Regions from separate parts of the Sus scrofa genome. Here region 1 is linked to region 2. Evidence: chromatin contacts called from public HiChIP or PLAC-seq data. All regions are on one chromosome and are shown on one strand. Each heading gives the region's core, a stretch centred on a gene start, on an enhancer-like site or on the middle of the called end of the contact. The rest is flanking DNA. Distances are from core to core; before and after follow the strand shown. Region 1 overlaps MAPRE2 (microtubule-associated protein RP/EB family member 2). Region 2 overlaps DTNA (dystrobrevin alpha).

Region 1 (6,821 bases), core at 1,235-3,734, 240 kb before region 2:
CTCTCTGCCCACATCCTTCTGGACCCCTCACTCCTAAATTCAACCATAATGGCCTTTGACTTCAGAGCTCCAAGCCCTCCTTTACTCCAGACCCTGCCAGCTCGGCCTGGGCTGTCCCTGCAGCGTCCTCTGCAAGTCTCCTTGCCCACCACTCAGGACACGCGAGGGTGGTCCTCTTGGCTCAGAGTTAGTGCCTCACCGACAGAGGTGCCCTCATGGGAGCAGGAGAGCATTTCTTGATGGGATAGCACAAGAGAGGAAAAGCCACTGGCCTCATTCTAGTCCAGGAGCAAAGGACATTTTGTGGGAGGTGACCTGGAATTAGGAACCTGTGGTGGGCCAGGTTCCTGAAGATCTCAGAAACAAGGATCTCACATTTTATAGAAAATCTTGTTTGTTTATATCACTAATGGGAGTTAATGGGCCCTGGAACCAGGAACTTGTGGTGGGTCAAGAACTCCTAGGTGTCTGCTCTGCCACATGTACCTCCCCAGGCCTCTCTCACTGCCTTTGCCCCAGAGCTGACTGCTCCTCTGAGCTTACACCCTTGAGTCCCCTAAGGGCTGGAGACAGTTCAGTCATCATCCGAACTCTTCAAGGCCAGTGTGGTGCCTTCCGACTCACGTCGCTCAGAATTCAGCTGTCTGAAGTGCGCTTTTCTTATATAACTGTTTTTGTGAATGTTAGGTTGCTGAAGATCTCAAAAATGAGGATCTGACATTTTATAGAAAATCTTGTTTGCTCATATTACTAATGGGAGTTAACTGCGGGATGCTTGACTTAATCCAGGACTGAAAGTTGGAAGACTTGGATTCAAGTAACTGTGGGCCTGTAAAACCAGCCACGGGACCAGGAACCCATTAGATTAGGCTCCTCCTCCAGTCTCCTTTCCATGGTAGTTGTACAAGGGGGTGGGAGCCATGCCTTGTCCATGGCTCTGGTCTCCAGCTGGCCAAGGGCAGCTCCCTCATTCCTGGGGCATGGCTGTGATGTCATACATCTCATCTGCAGGAACTGCAGACCCCATAGCTCTTTTATTGGGTAACATGGATATAAGAGCAAACCTGTGGTTACCAATGCATTGCTAATGCTTGGGGTGAGAGCTAAGGGGCTCTGAAAGTCAGGCAAGGATGCACCTGTGCCTCTGAGGCAGCTGTTACACATCACCACGGGGAGCTCCCAGCCCACATCATTTCTGTGTGTGCCCTGGAGGTTCTCACACACAGAAATGATCTTTCCCTTATGCCACCAGCAAGAGTGAACTTAAACACACAGGCAGGGAGGAGGCCAGGTGAAACCTATGCCAAATATGTGACTGATGCACTGGGGCTCTGCCTACTTAATTCAGTCTAATATTTGCAGATCAGTCCCTCCCAGCTTCCTTAATGGTTAGCTGTGAGGGACTGCTCTGGAGTTCCTTATTATGATAATCATTCGAAGGAGCTGCAAGTTGGAAGACAGGTCTGAAGATGGCTCTAGGCTACTGTGGGAGGAGGAGCGGGGGTTCATTAAGAAGCTGGGTGGGGGGGCGGCACGGCTCCCACTTTCCTAGACTTAGGAGGCGGCGCACAGCACTCATCTTCCATCATTCACACCAATACATCCGGCTGTTCTTTCTTTCCTCTCTGCTTTGTTGGTGCTCTTTCCTCTGCTTGAAAAAAATAACTCCCCCAGTCTTAGCTCAGTAATCGCTGACATTCCTAGTCATCTTTCATCGTCCAACGCAAATGTCATCTTCTCTGTGAAGTCCTTGCCTGTCCCTCCAGGCTGTCTTTATGTGCTCCCCAGACAAGTTTATTTATGTCTCCATTACCGCATTTATCACAACCTGACAGATTCCAGTTGGTGGTGTCCCCGTCTCTCTCTCTCTCTCTCTCACTGGGACTTCAAGCTCTTCTGAGGCAGGGGCTGTGTCTGCTTTCTGTGGATGCAATGCTGGTTCAAGGACAGAAACACAGGCTGTATCCAAAAGGTGTGGGCTGAGGGGGAAGTATTTTTAGGTCATTTGACAGTGGCTTCCGTGACAGGACCTCAGGAAACAAGTGCCTATGTTTTAGCAGGTGGCCCTCGGCCAACAAATTCACAGGGCAGCAGTGAACCAACCATTAAGTCCAGACACCTGTGTCCTCAAGTATTAAATAAAAGATAACGAGGAGTTCCGGCTGTAGCACAGCAGGTTAAGGCTACGGCTCCACCTGGATTTGATCCTTGGCCTGGGGAACTTCCATATGCCCTGGGTGTGGCCAAAAAAAAAAAGTTAATGAGACTCACAAAGAGGTGCACTGGGCAGCTAGCTGGCCATTTCCATCAGCTGCCTGTGTTTACTTCCATACTCAAAACTTTCATCTGGATTTCTGCCTCTTCCAAACATGTTATTCTAGGATTGCTTGACTATGAGCATCAGAGACCAGCCATCACTAAATACAGACTGAGGGAGGAGGCCTCTCCAGCAAATACCTCCACCTAAAGTGTCAATGCAAGGCTCATCTGTGAGTAATTGGAGAGCAGGCTATTCAGCCTTCAGCTGAAGGTTTCTCAGCACCCCTCCCATCTCCAGGAGGGAGGCAACCAGAAATCTCTGCCTCTCAGATGTGCAGAGAAATCATAGCAATGACATCATGAATAAAGTATTGGTGTTTTTTCCCAGACACCTTGCACCTCATGGCTGCAGTCCACCTAGCACTGAAATGGGTAAATGGCCGGAAAACAGGACACAGTGTGAGGGTCAGGCCCAGTAGGGAAAAAGGAGGCCCCCAGAGCCTGCAGGGTGGGGGCAGTGAACAAGCAACCTATGAGCACATTTTTTCCAAAATGAGGCCTTTCTTGGGCGAAGTGAAGCTTTTTAAAGGCTCATTCCTTCAATGGTAGAACCTGGATAAGTTGGAGCGAGAAAAATTAAGGCAGTAACTGTGTTTGAAGATTCTGCTCTGGCAACCCACACATTTAGTTTGTGGTGTTGTCAATTTTCTAGATTCCAATTGCCTGGTTACTGCCTCTGAGTCTCCTCTTGGATTCTGGATACTCCTTATCACATGCTCAACAGCAATGCCACTGTCTCGCTTGCTTCTCCCTATCATGTTTCTCTCTCTTTGATGACATAAGCACAGTGCCAGCCAGGGCCACAGAGGTGGTTATAGAAATGCTACCAGCCAGAGGAAAATGGAGGTTCTTGGCAGAGGCTGAATTAAACTGAGTACCCAGACAAAGAGGCCAGGACGGTACTTTTGAAGGGAGTCCAGGTAGGCCTGTGAGTACTTCCTTCTCCACATACAGAACACATACAACTCAATACTGTCCATTAGACAAAGTCTGTCCTGCAATTTCCCCCAAGGGGTACTGCCTTTATTTTTTCCCTTCCCCATGGCACCCAATATACTGACAAGCAGGGAGCACAGCCCCTAAGGGCTATGAGTTAGAGAAACCTGGGTAGTGATGGAGCTTATTAAGGATGGGTCATTGGGCAAGTAATTTTACCTATAAAATGGGGATAAGTAATAGTACACCACACAGGGATATGGCGAGAAGTGTATATGGAACATGACTATAAAACCTAACACATAGCTAAAGGTTCAAGAAATGTTAGCTATTACTACCCTCATGTTCCCCATTTAGAAGGTGCTCAGGCTTGGAGAAGGGAGGGAATGAACTCAGGACTATAGTTCAAATGCAAATTATGTTGCTTGTTCCCCCAGGAACTTAAGATTGTCTTTTGACCCCCCTGCTGCCTCAGCTTCTCTCATCTGTAAAATCGGATAACACTCCTCTCTACCTGCTAGGATTCTCCAGAGAATTAAAGGAACTGATTAATGTAAAGCTCTTGACTCTCCCCCCTCATCTCCCACCCCAAGAGTTTGATGAAAGGACCTGTTATACCCATTGCTCAGTCCTCATGACTGATGATGCTGTGAAGTTATTACTTTTAGGAGTGTTTGGGTTAATTTTCTAAACAGTTCAAGGAGGGGGCTCTGAATTCAGACCGCAGCAAGCTGGTGCTGGTGTGTGTGTGCTGGTGGCGGTGGAGACAGAGATGGTCCTACGGAAGCTGAGCATAGTCACCCAGGAAGACACCCCTGCAATCTCACCCAGGAGGGAAGCGCTTGCCTGAGGCCAACCCTGCCTGCTATTAGCCAGAAAGTCAGTGGCCCTGCCAACCCTCAATTTGGAGTTCCCCTGACAGTGCTCCCATACAAGGACACCTCCTTTGGACAAGTCAGGCTCAAGGTTAGAATCAGAAGGCTTTTCCTCCCACCCTGCAAGCTGTCTTGCTCCCATGAGTGGCACCGTCCCAGCTCACTCCTGTGTGCAGTGCTGCACAGACCTCATAAAGCTTGTGAAGAGCATAACCACAGTTCATGTAGCGCTTGACAGACGACAAAGCACTCTTTCCATACAGCACCTCATAGAAATACAGCACCCTGGGTGTGCACACACACTACAAACCAACCTGGGGTTTCTTCCATCAGACTTGAAAATACTGAGAATGAGACTGTGTAAAGCCTCTGGGACAGTCTCTGGGACCCGACCAGAGCTTCGTGAGCTACGATCTGCGCTCACCAAGAAAGAGGTTTAAAATGCATGTATATATGGGGGAAGTGAGAAAAGTGGTGGAGAGTCCCCAACCTCCAGACAGCTTGTTACATACAGTTCAGGAAAACCTCAGAGCTAGGATTTTCATCGTCCATGGCATCAATGTTTGCCTGGTATTCAGATGGAATAAGATAAACTCGCCAGTGGCTTGTTACATTCTGTGGCAACACCAACACATGCAGCTCGACCACAGAGTCCACAGAGCACCTGCAGGCCGCCTGGTCAAACAGACCCAGACGCTTCCACGGCCTCAACCTGGCAGGACACGCCTGCAGCCCCAGCCTGTCCTCCCTTGCCTCCCACAGCTCGGCCCTTGAGAAGGAGAAGGAAGCATGCTGGGCTGCCTCTCCCACCGCAGCTGCCAGGGCCCATCTGGGTGGACTTGGGGTGAGCTGCCTCGGGCTCCGAGCCCCTTCTTGAGACTCATATTCCTCCACTGCTCCTCACATCTGCTTTCCATCCCCAGACAGAGCCACATCCTGCCTTCCCCCCACCCCCACATTCACTCACAGGGAGCAACCCTGGTGGGCAGGCCCTCCCCACAGAGGAGGCCTTCTAGAAGTATTTTCCAACAAAAGGCTGTCCCACAGTGCTGCTCTGTACTGGCAGTGAGTAACCAGGACAACCAGCTGTGAAGTAAAAACAGACAGTTGTGGGGCTTATGGCATCTAGATTAAGTTTTCCTTTAACCACACTCTGATCTGTCATGAAGAGAGAAGAACCCTTACACACGTTCTTACTGTTCGTTTGCTCAGAGAACTGCACACCATTTGAGATTTGGCTGCATAAGCCTATTTTTCTTGACTGAAGCCCCCCACCCCCACCCCTAAAAGAGATCCACCCATCTCTTCCCAGATTTACGAACGTGAGTCCCATACACATGGGGCAGTGGATCACAAGGATCATGATGTTTACTCCTCTGAGCACATCAAATGCGCTGGCATTTGTCATTCTCACAGAGGTCCCAGGGCAGTATCTGAAGGCACACTGCCCACGAGCACACCTTAGAACACAAGTGTGGAGGGCTCTGCTGACACTTACGTGTTCTTCCGAAGCATACAGGACTTCCATTAGTCGTTGCACGAGGTCATCGTTTTCCTGCCCGTGCTCCTGGCAGAGCAGCTCAATCTCTCTCAACTTTCCAAAGTAGAAATCCCTTTCCTTTTCCACGCCTTCAAGGGCAAGTTTTAACGAATGTACCTGCAAGGGAGCAGAGGCGGAAGAGAAAACTCTCAAAATACAGCCTAAGAAAAAAGTGACCAACTGTGCCTGCATATAAGGACCCAAAACATGGAAAGACAGACGTGTACAAATAACTGACATGCAGGTCTGGGGAGAAACGGGGGCTGCTGGGGAGCCGGGGCCTGGGCCAAGCACCCAACTTCAGCAGCACTAGTCCGCTGTTGTCAGCTGAGACCAGTCCACCCGACCTCTGGGGCAGCTTTCCTCTCCTGCTGCAGCTTTCGAGCCGGGTCGTGCTCCTCAGGGAGAGGAAAAGCACGCGGGAGGAGCAGAGGGGAGAGGTGGGCACTGTGGTCCCTTAGGTGCACTCTGAGGACCCTTCTCTCTTCACGTCACTTGCACTGAGAGCCACCCTTGACCTCAGACCCCTTTATAAATGGTCCCGAGCCAAACTAGACAGATGCTTCTGCACAGGACAGCTGGGCGACACCAAGGGCAGGCTGAATGGATGGCTCTTAATTCTCCTAATTCTGGCTCCGAGTTGATCATAGGCAAGGCTGGAAGATGGGGAGCCCCATTCCCTCAGCAGAACAGCCCTCCTCCTCTCTTTTCTCCCTTGATGCTGGCTCCGGGCCTCCCAGGGCCGTGCAGCTCTCCCTGTGGTTACAGAGATGGTGCAGGTGCAGGGAAGGCAGCAGCCGTGAGGCCGAGCCTGACAGAGCTGTCACCTGGGCTGAAGACATAAGGAAGAGCGTGGAAGCAGATCTGGTTTCAGATCCCAGGCTGCAGGCCCAGCAGCTCCACACTGTCACCCCCTTCCTGCTCTCAGAGAATCCCGCATTTTTTTTTAACCCTTTGAGCATTTATACTTAGGCGGAGAATATCTTCAGGAGGTAAATTAGGTCTTTCATGGTCTCCCTCCTCAGGTGAAATCTCCCTTTCAGTGTATGAAAAATCAATCTTAACAGATTTCCAAAGATTACATTTGCAATGAAAATTTTCTTCTCTCTCTTTCCAGTAACTGTGGGCCTTTGTACAGGCTATTCATCTGC
Region 2 (6,144 bases), core at 3,028-5,527:
GCAGAGAGAGAAAAAGAGAGCGTCCAATGGATGAGAGTAACTTTCTGATCCATCCAACAACCATACGCTCACAGTGCAGTCAGGGAAAACCACTCCAACATCCTCCAGGGCATACATCTTGAGTGGGAACACACTGGCCCGTTATAACCTCTTAGCCCTTTTGTTTGCCTTTCCCTGGAAGTCACTGGGCATGGAAAGGAGAGGAGGGAGAGAAGGAGCTTAGAGGCACCAGAGACATCTTGAATTCCAATTGGAGCTGATGCTATTAATAGAATTTCCCTTCCTTTTGTTGATATCAGGTGAAAGTCCTAATTCACTAAAATAAATAAAAATCTAATGTCATATGAAACGACTCCTTTTTTTTAAAAAAAAATCTAGAATTCGTTTCTGTTGTCACCCAAATCCAGAAACTGATATGAGCTCAAAGAGGGAGGCCTAACAGGCACCTGTAACAGCATAATTTAGAATATCAATTATTTAACTCTCTGTCTCCCTCTATGCAGCAGAGCCAAATGAGATATGTTTAGGAACACCATCTCTCAGAGTTCCCAGAGATACCTTGGAGCTGCACCTGGGCTAATTTCCTCCTGTGGTCAGGCCATAGAAGTCAAGAAGAAAGAGCATCCTTTGTGGTCTGCACTGGAGGCATCTCTGTTTCTGTAGCGTTGAAGTATAGCTTTATGTATCTGGCTACTGTTGGTTTTGTAAGATAGGCTCCTGAAATGCTGCTGTTCAACTAAAAAGGCTAATAATGGAACATTCCAAAGAGGCAAAACTTCCGTGTTATATTGTCTAAGTGGAGTTGGTGGGCTTCCCTTTTGTTCTCTTATTTTTGGGAAAATATCTCCAAACTTAATTGATAAACAGTTGAGAAGGAGAGATCATTTATTTTCTCTGCTTCTCTTTCCTTCACAAACAGTACAAGAGGGCTACTGCTGGCCAAAAAGGGTAGAGAAAGCTGTCTGGCCATTGGCCAGAAAGCCTGACATGATACAATAACACACAGGGGCCTGGGAGGCAGCAGATCTCAACCAGCCAAACACCCCTCAACTCCCAGAACCCCAACAAAACAGAGGGAAGAGAAACATACAAGAAAACAAACATGACAGCAGAACAGTCTTCATGGGGAAAATGTATCCCCTTGAGGATGAGTTACTAACTGCATTTATTCCCAATTGTGTGTGTTTGTTATGTCCAGTGATTCTCAGATGGATAAATATGCTCCAGTAGATAAGACAGTTTGTCCAACCACACCCTGCTGAACATGGGCCTGCAGTTCCCCCAACTTTTCTTGGTGAGGTTTATTACTTTTTAACTCCTTGACATTTGATATGAGGGAAGCTGAGGACAATGAATCAAGGGAGGGGATATATTTACACGTATTCAACTTCCTTGCCTCTTGTTTTCGGCACAATCATCCCCCAGTATCCACAGGGGACTGGTTCCAGGATACCCCCACCCTGCAGACACCAAAATCCACAGGTGCTCAGATCCCTTATAGTTGAACCTCAGTATCCATAGGTTTCAAATCTGTGGGTATAGAGGGCCGACTGTATCTTTAAAATTTTTTTTTTCTTCTTTTTTTAAGGAACACATGTGTGGCATATGGAAGTTCCTGGGCCAGGGGTCAGATTGGAGTTGCAGCTGCCATCCTACACCACAGCCATGGCAACACCAGATCCAAGACACATCTGCAAACTACACTGCAGCTTATGGCACCGCTGGATCCTTAACCTACTGAGTGAGGCCAGGGATCAACATGCATTCTCAGAGAGACAACATCCGTCCTTGACTGGCTGAGCCACAATGGGAACTCCTGTATCTTTTTTTGGTGTGTTCGTTGTGCTTTTTAGGGCCACACCCATAGTATATGGAAGTTCCCAGGGTAGGAGTCAAATTGGAGCTACAGCCACAGCAATGTGAGTTCTGAGCTGCCTCTGCGATCTGCCTCACAGTTCACAGCAAGGCTGGATCCGACACACTGAGTGAGGCCAGGGATCGAACCCCCATCTTCATGATACTAGTCTACTAGTCGGATTCATTTCCCCTGTGCCACAATGGCAACTTCATGTACCTTTTTTAAAAAAGCATTTTCCTAATGATTTTGGGGGACTCTGGACTGTTGGTCACCATGTCTCCACTAACATGGAAGCCCTCTTTTTACTCTCTGGCTCAGAGTTTATAAGAATACATGGTGAGTGACAGCCAGAAGAAGTACTGAACATTTTTCTTGTCTAGAATCCATGGACTAAGGAGTTCTGTCAGAATGTTCCAGAAAGGGAGGGTGGAAGGAAGGAGAAGGCACTGAATTTGGGGGGAATGGAGAAGATCCAGCTACCAAGGGCCTGGGGCAGCTGTGGTGGGTGGTGTGGGGCCAGCTCTCAGTACCTGGTAGGCTTCATCCTGTAGCTTCTGTTTCAGGTATTCCTCCATCTTCAGCTCATTTCCAGCTGCCGGACAGAGTCATCTTCATAGTTCTCATCCTCTGGCCGCACGTAGGGGTCCCCATCTTCTGTCACCCTGAGAATCAACCACAGAGGGTGTTTTGGAGAAAATCTTAAAAGGAAAGTATGAGTGGAAATCATGTGTTAGCTATAGTTGGGGGGGGGGGCACATTCATTTAATCCTCCGATTCACTCCTTTGCTTCAGTTCACGTTAATCCAGTATCTTCTTTGACCTAATGGAAAACATTAGAAAAGCTTTGGAAGCTGGAGAAATAGATGATCAAGGTTTTCTCCTGGGCAATTTCCTATGGCAGTCTGGGGATCAATGTTGTCTATATTTTTCTAGGGTTTTGCAGGAAGGAGTTGTCTTTTAAATGTTTGTCAGTCTTAAAAAGGGCAGGCTTGGAGTTCCCATCGTGGCTCAGCAGAAATGAATCTGACTAGTACCCATGAGGACACTGGTTCGATCCCTGGCCTTGTTCAGTGGGTTAAGGATCCGTTATTGCCGTGAGCTGTGGTGGAAGTCACAGACATGGCTCAGATCTGGTGTTGCTGTGGCTGTGGAATAGGCCTGCGGCTACAGCTCCAATTTAACCCCTAGCCTGGGAATATCCATATGCCATGGGTGCAGCCCTAAAAACAGACAAAAAAAAAAAAAAAAAAAAGCAGATTTATCTTTTTTTAAAAAAAGTACATATTTTATTTTTAAATTATAGTTGATTTATAGTGTTGTGCTAATTTCTGCTATACAGTATAGTGGCCCAGTCAGATACATATATTTATACATTCTTTTTCTCATACTATCTTCCATCATGTTCTATCCCAAGAGATTGGATATACTTCACTGAGCTGTATAGTAGGACCTCATTGCTTATCCATTCTAAATGCAATGGTTAATTTTCCCAATTTGGGGGCTTTAAACGAAAAATAGAATCAAGAACCTTTTCTCTAAGGAAAGTGAGCCCTCTAGTGAAATAATGATTAAGGATATTTGTTCATAATCTAACCCTCTTTGTGTTATGTATGTATATAGACACACGGACCCTTGTGCTTTATTTTTATGGTAGAATTAAGTCTCAGAATATCAGCTGATTGATGTCAGGAAGATTAATACTCTAACCCATAGCTCTTGATCTTAAAAATTTATACTAGCTCTGGGAGTTCCTATTGTGGCTCAGCGGAAAGAAATCTGACTAACATCTATGAGGACGAAGGTTCGACCCCTGGCCTTGATCAGTGGGTTAAGGCCGTGAGCTGTGGTGTAGGTTACAGACATGGCTTGGATCCCACATTGCTGTGGCTGCGGTGTAGGCCAGTGGCTACAGCTCCAATTCGACCCCTAGCCTGGGAACCTCCATATGCCACAGGTGGTGCAGACCTAAAAAGACAAAAAAAAAAAAAAAAAAAAAATTCACTGGCTCTGAATTTAGGGACTCCATTTCCACTGTCCAATTCTATGGTGAAATAAATAGATAAGAATGATCCCATCCATTAATGTGTGACCCCTCTCTCCCCATCTTTTCATCCCAGCATGTCTAAAGCTCTTCCTGGGCCTGACAAAAGATCACTACCTAAGTCATAGGACTGAAATATTCTCAGGGTAAAACACAGGACACGTTTAGATAGTACAGATATTAAAACATCCCCTAAAATAAAAAGAGTGGTCAAGTAGAAGTTTCTGGGTTGGAACTAAATGCCATTGTTCATGTTTATTTATGTCTGGATGACATGTTCTTGTTATTTTTAGAGGTTTGGGGCCAGCCTAAATAGGTCTGTGAGGCCTTAGTGAACTTTCTCTTCCCATCCTGCCTCTGCCCCCACCCCCTCCACTGCAGCCACAGTGGTAGCTGATACTGTCAATAACATGCCAGGGACAGCAGAGGGGAGTGGCTTTAGTTACAGTCTTGGATTTTAGGATTGAAAGAAAAAAATTTTAGGTCACTGCCATGTAAATGCTTAATTACAAAAAATCAAATAGATATGTACCAGACTTAAGTTGATGACAACTAATTCACTATTTTGAACAACCAACAAATCAAATAATTCTGAATTATAGAGAAAAGGATAAGAAAGGAAACTAAAATTAAAAGCAGCAGCTTCCCTCCTGCCATTTAAAATTATAACTTTTCTTTTGATCTTAGGCTTTGCCTTTTCACAGCTTGCTTTCAAATCCTATCTATTTATAATTCCCCATTATTACTGGTCTTTTACTCCCTACTTGGATGGAGAGCCAGAACACCAGAAAGGCCTCTGGTTAGTTTCTTCCTTGGGTCTTTCAAACAGCCAGTTTAGTTTCATAGACTAGTCATGTGCACTTATAACATGAAGCAGTCTCACTCCTCTGTAGTGTTTTATTTTTAAAAATTTAAAAATTTTTTTTTTGCTTTTCAGGGCTGCACCCTTGGCATAGGGAAGTTCCCAGGCTAGGGGTTGAATCAGAGCTGCAGCTGCTGGCCTACACTATAGCTCACAGCAATGCTGGAGTCTACAACCTACACTACAGCTCACAGCAACTGCAGTCCTTAACCCACTGAGTGGGGCCAGGGATCAAACCCGTGTTCTCAGGTTGCTAGTCAGATTCATTTCCACTGAGCCACAACTGGAACTCTTGCAGTGTTTTAAACTGTTTATCAATTCCCCTTTTCCAGCCTCTTGGTAAGCCCCTGCCCACATGTCTCAGAACTCCACATACTTCCCTTCCTTCATTTTATTCTTTTCCTTCCCAAGCTGAGTTCTGCAGGTCTCTCCTAGCTTTGGTTTCCTCTGCCCAACTAGTTTAAGCTGATCCAAGGTCACAGAAAGTCTAGAGGGGATGTCACTGATTCTGTTGGCTCCTGTCAAGCTACAGAAGCCTAATTGGGTGAAAATCTCTGCAAAATGTTTTTGAAGGTCAGGTTTATACATATGCAACAAATCAAGTAAATTGGATTGCTTTATAAGGAGATTTTATGCATTTGCTTATTTCAACCACAAGTATGTATATCATGATGTTTATTCCCACTCTGAACAGAGACCTCTTCAGATCACCAGGTCCTTTATTTTATTTATTTATTTATTTTTTGTCTTTTGTCCTTTCAGGGCTGCACCTGCAGCATAGGGAGGTTCCCAGGCCAGGGGTCCAATCGGAGCTACAGCTGCCAGCCTACACCAGAGCCACAGCAACACCAGATCCAAGCAGCATCTGCAACCTACACCACAACTCACGGCAACGCTGGATCCTTAACCCACTGATCGAGGCCAGGGATCAAACCCGCAACCTCATGGTTCCTGGTTGGATTCATTTCCACTGCGCCATGACGGGAACTCCACCAGGTCCTTTAGGAGCAAATCTAGTAAATTCTTATCTAGTGAATAAGATAGGATGATTTATTTCCTGAACGAGTCTACAAGTCCTGAGAGGCTGGGGGCGATTTTTTTTAAACTCTATTTTATATCCAATTAGCACAGTGCCTTGGGCCAGCCAGGCTCTCAATAAGCATTGGTTGGTTTTGGTTATTGATACCCTGGAAATTGTTAGGGGGGGAAAAAGCCACAATGCCAAATTGAAACATAGTACTCTTTTACCTCTTCTGGCAGAAAAAGAAACTGCATTGTCCCTTTCCAAAATAAAAAACCAAGCAACCATGTTTTTATTTTCCTATGCTCCCTGCAGAGTGTTCTGTTACAGAGAAAATATCCCCCAGGAGAAGATACTCACAC

The links. HiChIP or PLAC-seq counts read pairs in DNA pulled down with a chosen protein or histone mark.
Region 1: an H3K27ac HiChIP or PLAC-seq map of skeletal muscle shows a contact between it and region 2, with 3 times the contacts expected there. The contact joins two enhancer-like sites. A contact is called at or near these places in 2 of 47 Hi-C or Micro-C datasets (embryonic fibroblasts and skeletal muscle) and 1 of 2 datasets of contacts at active chromatin or transcription factors (skeletal muscle).

The regions. Positions count from the first base shown.
Region 1 is chr6:118,975,439-118,982,259 of Sscrofa11.1, reverse strand. It overlaps MAPRE2 (microtubule-associated protein RP/EB family member 2), which reads right to left. Exons shown (of 8, transcript XM_021096265.1): 7 at 5,629-5,787. Among named protein-coding and RNA genes, the nearest start is that of ZNF397, 98 kb to the left of the region's middle. Within about 2 kb of position 2,484, at least 10 of the 83 cell types and tissues checked have an H3K27ac peak or open chromatin away from gene starts, as enhancers often do. A contact at or near this core is called in skeletal muscle, where this site is marked.
Region 2 is chr6:118,739,549-118,745,692 of Sscrofa11.1, reverse strand. It overlaps DTNA (dystrobrevin alpha), which reads right to left. Exons shown (of 21, transcript XM_021096252.1): 18 at 6,143-6,144; 19 at 2,389-2,520. The coding sequence ends at 2,436. Among named protein-coding and RNA genes, the nearest start is that of MAPRE2, 74 kb to the left of the region's middle. Within about 2 kb of position 4,277, at least 4 of the 83 cell types and tissues checked have an H3K27ac peak or open chromatin away from gene starts, as enhancers often do. A contact at or near this core is called in skeletal muscle, where this site is marked.